3 separate regions of the Mus musculus genome follow, and regions 1 and 2 are each linked to region 3. The links are chromatin contacts, called in public HiChIP or PLAC-seq and promoter capture Hi-C maps. All regions are on one chromosome and are shown on one strand. Each heading gives the region's core, a stretch centred on a gene start, on an enhancer-like site or on the middle of the called end of the contact. The rest is flanking DNA. Distances are from core to core; before and after follow the strand shown. Region 1 overlaps Lrp2 (low density lipoprotein receptor-related protein 2). Region 2 holds the start of Dhrs9 (dehydrogenase/reductase (SDR family) member 9). Region 3 holds the start of Spc25 (SPC25, NDC80 kinetochore complex component, homolog (S. cerevisiae)).

The links. Promoter capture Hi-C pulls out the DNA fragments that hold promoters and counts their contacts. HiChIP or PLAC-seq counts read pairs in DNA pulled down with a chosen protein or histone mark.
Region 1: an H3K4me3 HiChIP or PLAC-seq map of bone marrow-derived macrophages shows a contact between it and region 3, with 5 times the contacts expected there. The contact joins the enhancer-like site here to the promoter of Spc25 in region 3. A contact is called at or near these places in 19 of 39 promoter capture datasets (the 3T3-L1 cell line, 3T3-L1-derived adipocytes, the C10 cell line and 12 more), 1 of 15 datasets of contacts at CTCF or cohesin (the NIH/3T3 cell line), 15 of 484 Hi-C or Micro-C datasets (the C2C12 cell line, the HL-1 cell line, bone marrow-derived macrophages and 10 more), 15 of 115 datasets of contacts at active chromatin or transcription factors (the SCID.adh cell line, acute myeloid leukemia, astrocytes and 6 more) and 5 of 9 other capture datasets (adipose tissue, embryonic stem cells, liver and 2 more).
Region 2: a contact with region 3 is called in a promoter capture Hi-C map of 3T3-L1-derived adipocytes, with 4 times the contacts expected there. The contact joins the promoter of Dhrs9 here to the promoter of Spc25 in region 3. A contact is called at or near these places in 14 of 39 promoter capture datasets (the 3T3-L1 cell line, 3T3-L1-derived adipocytes, cranial neural crest and 9 more), 3 of 484 Hi-C or Micro-C datasets (bone marrow-derived macrophages, natural killer cells and pro-B cells), 4 of 115 datasets of contacts at active chromatin or transcription factors (effector CD8 T cells, embryonic stem cells, stem cell-derived neural progenitor cells and 1 more) and 3 of 9 other capture datasets (adipose tissue, liver and macrophages).

What each region holds. Positions count from the first base shown.
Region 1 is chr2:69,426,887-69,429,586 of GRCm38.p6, reverse strand. It overlaps Lrp2 (low density lipoprotein receptor-related protein 2), which reads left to right. Exons shown (of 79, transcript NM_001081088.2): 77 at 866-994. Among named protein-coding and RNA genes, the nearest start is that of Gm36393, 23 kb to the right of the region's middle. Within about 2 kb of position 1,251, at least 2 of the 459 cell types and tissues checked have an H3K27ac peak or open chromatin away from gene starts, as enhancers often do. A contact at or near this core is called in bone marrow-derived macrophages, where this site is marked.
Region 2 is chr2:69,379,176-69,381,875 of GRCm38.p6, reverse strand. It overlaps Dhrs9 (dehydrogenase/reductase (SDR family) member 9), which reads right to left and starts at 1,414. Exons shown (of 5, transcript NM_175512.2): 1 at 1,245-1,414. Gm36393 (a long non-coding RNA gene) reads left to right here. Exons shown (of 6, transcript XR_003953850.1): 5 at 1-1,424.
Region 3 is chr2:69,204,815-69,207,514 of GRCm38.p6, reverse strand. It overlaps Spc25 (SPC25, NDC80 kinetochore complex component, homolog (S. cerevisiae)), which reads left to right and starts at 1,302. Exons shown (of 7, transcript NM_001199124.2): 1 at 1,302-1,451; 2 at 2,337-2,489; 3 at 2,594-2,659. The coding sequence starts at 2,351.

The DNA.
Region 1 (2,700 bases), core at 2-2,501, 220 kb before region 3:
TTCTTAAGAGCAAAAAGATTTGAATCTTGAAAGAGTCTCGTCTGCTCTTTGATAATGTATCGTGGGATAGAGATGACATCTTGTCTGGTATTTTTCACATGAAATAAAGTGAGGCCATGCATACAAACAAAATGGAGAATGTAAAATACAAGGAGTATACTGACTTCCTTGTAATATCTATTCAGGGTGATATGGGTTTAAAGAATAGCTGCGTAATTATGTGAATTTGACAAAAAATAGAAAAGTATTAAGGCTGTTTGCTTACTGTTTTTTAAAATTCATCCTCTTTTAGGTAGTCCTCAAATTTGCTCATTTTATTCCTTTTGCTATTTATTTATTTATTTATTTATCTTTGGAGACATAGTCTCACTGTGTACCCCAGGCTGGCCTCAAACTTACAGATATTTGTTTGCCTCTGCCACTGCTTGGATTAGTGTTGTAGCTACACACCTGACCACACTCATTTTTTTCCTTAATATTCAAAGAGGATTCTGTGCACTGCGTCTGTGTGGCTGTTACTTGGTGTTGTTACTTAGCTAGCACTTGGTTGCCAGTATGCAACTGGAACACCTGTTATTACAAATTATGGTCAAGGTGGGAATGAAGGGTGTAGACAATGTAGCAGGGGTTACATCAATGAGTGTGTGGCAATGAGGGGTGTCCTCGCCTACCACATTTGATATCTTAGGTGACTTAGTGGTTGTTGCACTTATTTGGGGAAGGTGGAAGTGGCATTTAGTTTACAGCTGCTAGTGTCACTTATCAGATTGAAAAGGTACGTGACTGTGTCTGTGGGGGATAAGGTGGCAAACAGAACCCAGATCTACTTATTCACATATTCATTTCTTCTTTCAAAACCGTGTAGGGACCGTCAGTAAGCTCACAGGTGACTGTACCAGAAAATGTGGAAAACCAGAACTATGGAAGGTCCATAGATCCTTCTGAGATAGTTCCAGAGCCAAAGCCAGCCTCCCCTGGAGCTGATGAAACTCAGGTAATGATAATTGACTCATGAAAAGAAATTTGCAAAGAACTTGGACATTTCTGAGTTGATGCTAATCCACGGAAGACTACGTACATACAAATGAAAACAAAATTGTAGATTTAGTATGTCTTCATGAAAAGGACATAGAATCTGGGACATTCACACAACATGCACAGTAATGTGCTGAGGATACATATAAAAGAGAATGCACCTTTCCAAGTTGCTCTTAGTGCCTTACTACCATTACCAATGCCGACCACCAGGTGGCACAATTTTATTACCTTGTCCTCTGTGTCCAGCTACACCTAATTGTCCATCCAACCATCCCACAAGCATTGCTGTATTACCGTGCCAAGGAAACTAGTCCAGGAGACAAAAGTCCTGCTTGATGAATCTTTCTTTATCATATATGCTATATCTTCACATATCCTAGAATATTTGGGATGCAGTTTAACAAGCACCTTTGAAATGAAATTGTATAAAATGGACAGTGTGCTGCTAGCTTTAAAGAACGTGCGTTTAGCTATCCCAGATCTACATGCTGGATTCTAGACACTCATTTTACCCCTGAGAACTGTAGTCCTTACCAGTTCCCTTCACAAGGGGATCCATGGGCAAATTGGAAATGATAGCACTTCCGGATAAAAAACACTGTGAGACATTTAAATGTTCCTGGTCCTTGTGCAGAGAAACTCAGTGGTGTGTTCTTTAATTCAGTGTGGCTGAGAGAAAAAAAAATCACCTCTTACATGTACACATGCATAGACATGCAAACACACACACACACACACACACACATACATACACAAACACACACACACACACACACACACATACACAAACACAAACACACACACATACACAAACACACACACACAAACACACACACCATAGAGAGGAAGATTTTGGTTCACTGTTTTTCTAGGGACTTTTTTTCTCCTTAAGCTACATTTAAAAGTGGACATTGAAGATTTGTTTTCCACAGCCACCAGAATACTTGAAATATCAAATGTTCAGTCCCTAGGTCTGGCTGTACTCCAAGGCAGTGTCTGGTTTACTTCTTTATTCTTAACATTTCTTTCCAGTCAATTCTCGATCTTAGGGACCTTTCTTAGAGGTAGCTTGGTCTGTAAGGAGAGGCAATGTGGCAAGAAGCTGTTCCCTCCCCCCACTCCAGGTCCCAGAAACAGAACGGGCATGGGGGTTTGTTGGGAATGCGAGTCAACCTTCGCCAATTGCAGCATAGCTCCATGCCTCCGTCTGTGCTGCCCACTGGTTCTTGCACTGATCCAGGCCGAGACCTTCCAAGTTCTGCTCCCCAGCGTCTGTCCAGAGATCCTGTATCTGTGACCCCCGGACACTAAATTGTCACTTGGCTCAGCAGAATCACTTGCTTAGGTCACCGAGGACACGAACTTCCAAAGGAGTCTCTCAAGCTTAGATTTCTTAGTAAATATACAGAGAATACTCAGAATTCAGACCCCGTCACTCAAACCTGTCATTTCCCACAAGTTGCATGGACACACATTGGATCTCCTTTAGAGACGAGGACGGCCATATTCCTCTTGTTAGCAATTACTTAGTTGCATGGAGCTATTGCAGACCAAGACAATGACTTAAGGTGTTGGCCTTCTCTACTTAACTTCACATTTCCAAACATATGGCTCTGACTTCCTTCTCCTTTTTCCTCTGTTTGGTGACACAGAGAGTGGATG
Region 2 (2,700 bases), core at 165-2,664, 170 kb before region 3:
GAGAACACTCTTAAATTAAAGCAATTTACCAGAGCATCTTTGCGAATGAATATTAATCTCCTAAAGTCCTTTTGGGTTTATTGTTTTGTCTGTGTGCCTTCTGACGGTAATGGCACATTAGGAGTCACTCTTAAATCTATGACCACAAAATACTAACTGCTAGCTGGAAGGGATTTCATGCAGAATGCTATTATAACGTATGGTCCCAAAGGAAGTTTAGAATTGAGTATATGTGTGTATCACTCCAGTGAGCATACTCAAATCTCTCACTGTCTTTTAACCACAGTTAGCTTTGCTCCAGAGGAAAATGTTAGTGTTTTTAAATTATATCCCTTGAGAATATGACATTTGTCACAAGGGTCTTGTCTCTTGCAATGTATGAAGTAACAAGTTTTCCTTGTATAAAGGTTTAGTCTAAAACTTGGACACCATTTTCAAATGTGAAAATATCCAGCACAAAAAATGAAAGAACTTTCCATTCTTACATCATGCCTCATCTAGCCAAGGGTATTTCAGAGCATTTAATATGTGCCAGGTGACACTAAGATATATAAAACCCGGACCCTAGCTTTGGGCCAAGAGTGTCACAAGGCTTTACAGAATTATTGCCCCCACCAGCTGAAACCCTAGTGTGTGCATGAGCATCTGAAATATCAAGTCACTTTATCATAAAATGTGGATTTTTTTTTCTTTCTGACAGCTCAGAACCCTGGGCCAGCATGCTCCTTAGAAATACTTTTCTTCATCCCCAACATTGTTTTTCTTTTCTAGTTTAGTGTTCATCTACATGTGTTTACAGAAACTGATAATACTGGGAAAGTAGGTGGAGAAACAGATTAGTCCGCACTTGGTGGTTATGGGTCCACCCCCAGGCACTCTTTAACATGTCCACAACTCTTGGAAAGCTGAGGTCACCAATTTCTCATTAGTCTTCAAAGCCACAGAAGATGCCAAATAGGAATTGAGTGATGAGGGAGGGAGGGAGGGAGAGAGACAGAGAGGTATTTGGTTGTGACTGCAGGATGCTACAGGATAGTCACAGAGCCCTGTCCTAGGAGAGTTTCAGTCAAGTTCCTGGGCCGCCCAGATCATTTCTGTATGAGATGGACTTTGCTCCCATCCTTCTCAAACTGTTAAAGAAGCACAGTTGACCTCAGCTGAAAGACAACTTGGTTTGTTCTATAGGAACACGGAAAATCAAGGACATGAGTGAAGGGACAAACGATCGGACAGTCATCGGTTACCTCGCTGAAGATGACTCGCAGTGCAGAAGCTGAGGGCGACTTGCTCCGCTGCTGCAGATTGTCACCTTCCTGCTGTGGTCCAGGGGAAGGAAGTGCAGCTCCGTCAAGCTGATCCTCTCAAGGTGCCTGCGGTCTGCGGAGCTCTGAGACCTGCATGTGTGAAGACTTCCACTTCTCTCAGTGAGTCACACCTATTGCAACACCAAGTGGTGACTAAGTCTCTCCTCCGTGGATGGAGGGCGGGGAGATTGTAGGTCACAGGTTTCCAAAGGAATCGTCAGTGCTTTTTATAAATTAAGTGTGGCTAGCTAGAGAAAACTACTCATGCTATCTTGACCAAAGGAGGAGGCTGAAATCAAGTAACTAAGAAGCTTTTTTAAAAAAAAATTATTTTGTATCTTTTGTAAATCTCCTGGTGCAAGGAACTGATCATTTCACTGAAAAACAAACAAACAAACAAACAAACAAACAAACAATTTTTATGAGCAAGAAGATCAACATAATAAATGACCAAATATGGTTTGGGAATGATTTGTGGTTTCTTTTCCTAATTTGTGTTTTAAGGTATGACAAAACATCTAGAAAATGTCTCTGGAAGTGAAAACGAGAAAGGACTGCCCCCTCACCTCCAGCTGGCCTTTTCCAGAGCTGCTTCCAGCAGACCTGGCATTGCTTGGTGCCAGCTGAAGCTGTAAGGGGTGGGGGATGAGATGCCACCCACCTTCCCTGCAGCTTGCCAACTCCCCCCCCCCCCCAGCCTCTCCTACTCATGATAGTACAGGCAAGCCAACAGTGCACTGAAGTTTTACTTCTAATTTCAAGCTGTATTCTTCTGCTTCCACCTCTGCTCTGTTCCTTCTTGAAGAGTAGTTACTATTTCCTCCTCAGAGCAAGCAAATGAAAGAGCCCATCCCTCTACCGGAGTCTAGACAGGGCTACTGCTTTTTAAATTAGGTAGGTGTGGTTCCTAGTTCCTCCACAACGACAAAAGACTAGTTTATCCAGAAAAATATTTGGGGTACCTGATATATGCAAAATATACTTTCCCCCTTTAATAACGCTCAATACAGAGTACAGGCACAAACTTGTGGCCTCAGAGAAAAACCTCATGGATTGAAATCCATATGAAGACAGCTATGGTAATTAATCCTCCTTATAAGCAGGCTATTATTTCTGAGAGGTGGAGAGAGCCTCAGGCACCTGGGTGGTCCTGGAGGACTGAAGGGAAAGGCCAAAGAAAAGGTTACACCTTTTGCAAGCTCTACTCAATAATCTCACTCAGTGCCGCTCTGTTTTTAAAAATTCCCCAAATGGACTTAAAAAAAATGAAATGTCGAGCCTGATTTGCATGCTATGGTTGGGAATTCTTGCCCTCTACTTGGCGTGGTCTCTCAGTACTGTTGATAAAACTGAAAGGTTCAGTGTCTAGGCATGTGGGGTAGAGGTGGGGGTGGGG
Region 3 (2,700 bases), core at 53-2,552:
CAGGCTGGCCTCAAACCCAGAAATCCATCTGCCTCTGCCTCCTGAGTGCTGGGATTAAAGGCGTGCACCACTTGGGGATAAAATAGCCATAATCTGGTAGCTTAATCTTATAGTTGGCATTTGGATGCTTAAAGGGAATCAAAGAAATATTAGTATGGTCTACAAGCAAAGGGTTATTTTCAGAAACAATTATCATAATCAAAGATGAAAATAACAATAATTTTTTTTTAATATTGACCATCTCAAGTTCCTTGTTTTCTCTTTCTTTTCTTTTTTCTTTCTTTTTTTTTTTTTTTTTTTTTTTTTTTGGTTTTTCAAGACAGGGTTTCTCTGTGTAGCCCTGGCTGTCCTGGAACTCACTCTGTAGACCTGGCTGGCCTCGAACTCAGAAATCCGCCTGCCTCTGCCTTCCAAGGGCTGGGATTAAACGCGTGTGCCACCACACTTCAAGTTCCTTTTCTTTAAAGGGCATATTCTCAATTCCCTATCTTTCTCAGTTTTACAAAGAAAGATGTAGTTAGCAAGTCTGTTTCATCTGTGAAGTTGTCTTCTAACAAATCTTAGCTTAAAATCTTTACTATTTTTTAAAATTATGTGTATTTTTAATTATATGTTTAATAACTTGGTGGCTTCCATCTGTCTCTCTTCAGGGAGCACCGGTTACTTTAGTATACAGTGTTCTGATCCCATTCAGTTTGAAGTTCTGCGAGATCCAGGAGCTTGTTTTTGCCAGTAGGTCTTAAAATCAACAGCTGAAGGACTGGCGACATGGCTCAAAGTTGCAGGGCGTCTGCTCCTCAGGCAGAGGAGAGGAGTTTGATTATCAGTGGCTCACAACTGTTCCAGGGGATCCGATGCCCCCTTCTGTAAACACGTTCAAACATAAAAATTAAATAAGTAAAATACTCACGATAAATCAATGTTAGAAAAGCTTGGGAAATTCAAACATTAAGTTTGGGTAAATAGTTTGGTAACTTTCAGGATGTTTCAGCCTAATCAATCATAACTGGAGTCTGTTCAAGAGGATTTTCCGTCATTTCCAAAATAAAACGAGTGCAAGGAAGAAGGAAGTATATGTCATAAAAGAAAGCAGTTAAATTTCAATTTTTACATTTTTTTCTTCATTCTGGGGCAAGCCCTTCTACTTCACTATAGACCGCGTCCCAAGCTGTCTCAGCAAAGAACTACGAATCCCAGAATGCTCTGCTCCATAGTTGTCCGCGAGAATTCCGCAGGCCGATATCAACCAATCCTTGCACGGAGAGTCTGCCCTGTCAGCCAATCAGAAGACGGAGTTGAAGGGCGGGTAAGCAGGCGGTGGAGAGTTTGAAATTGAAAGACTGCGCGCTGGAGGAGCAGCAGACCCGGGAGCAGCAGACGGAAGAGCGGCGGGCTGGTTCCTGCCGGACAGGTCCAGTCTGGTGGAGACCGCGGCGTTCCTGGCCGCTCAGGTCGGGAGCCGTTTGAAGGGTTGTGGGGCTTCGCCGACCGCACGCCCGGGCTGAGGGAAGCCGGCCTGGGCATGTCGGCGTGGGTCCGCAGAGCCTGGAATGCGGGCGTCCGCTGTTAGCCGCGGAGTTCGGGTCCTGGCGCTGCTCGGTCCCGATCACACTCCCCTCTTCCGCCCTGCAGGGGGAGGAGTGGACGGAGCAGTCGGCCAGGGGTCTGATGCAGAAAACCTGCAGGTCTGTCTGTCCCCCAACCTCTTCGAGTCTCGGTCTCGTTGCCTGCGAGCAGGTCCTTTAGGAGAAGCGGAGTGACACCGGGGTCCTGTTAAAACATGACTTGAAAGCTTCGTGCAACCTTGTTTTGGTCATATTCTTTCCTCTCCTCCACCTCCCTTCATGCCTTCAGAACAGATTGATGCACATCCACCACAGTTAAGCCCAAATTGGCTTGGATCATCCTGTTGCTAACTACCGGACTGTTAGTGGATTATTTTTATCTTATTTTACATTTTATTAGGTTCTGGCCCAATGTTGACCAGGCTATCTTTGAACTCAAATACCTTCCTCTGCCTCTCTGCCTCTCTGCCTCCGATGTGCTGGGACAGTGCTGGGACAAAAGGCGAAAAAAGGCGTTTAGTTCACACCCTGTTGTGTTTATTTAGAAAAGGTCTCTTGTATATCAGACTGGTCCTGACGTTGGCTGACCTTTACCTCAGATTCTCCTGCCCCCAGCTGGAAATGTTGGAATTAAAGTCTGCCTTTATGCTAGCTGAGTTGCTCAATTATTAACCATTCTGTAGCAAAGTCAACCTGCAGACATAAACTCGAAAATGTGGCTTATTTGGTGTCGATAGCAACTAAAATACAGCTTTGTGCTCTGTTTTGCAGTGTCTTAAAACATAATGGGTGAAGACGAATTGGCACTCTTAAATCAAAGCATCAATGAATTTGGGGATAAGTTCAGAAACAGACTCGATGATAATCATAGTCAAGTGCTGGGACTTAGAGACGCCTTCAAGGACTCCATGAAAGCGTTTTCAGGTACTGCCAGCCCTTAACTCCTAACTTGTGGATTTTGCTGACCTTATTTATTTTTTACTGTTATTTCAGCGGGATTCAAATATCTCTTGTAATTTGTCTTTCAGAAAAGATGTCTTTGAAATTAAAGGAAGAAGAGAGGATGACTGAGATGATTCTGGAGTATAAAAACCGTATGTGAATCGTGTGTAGATTAGCTTTTAGATTGAAGGTC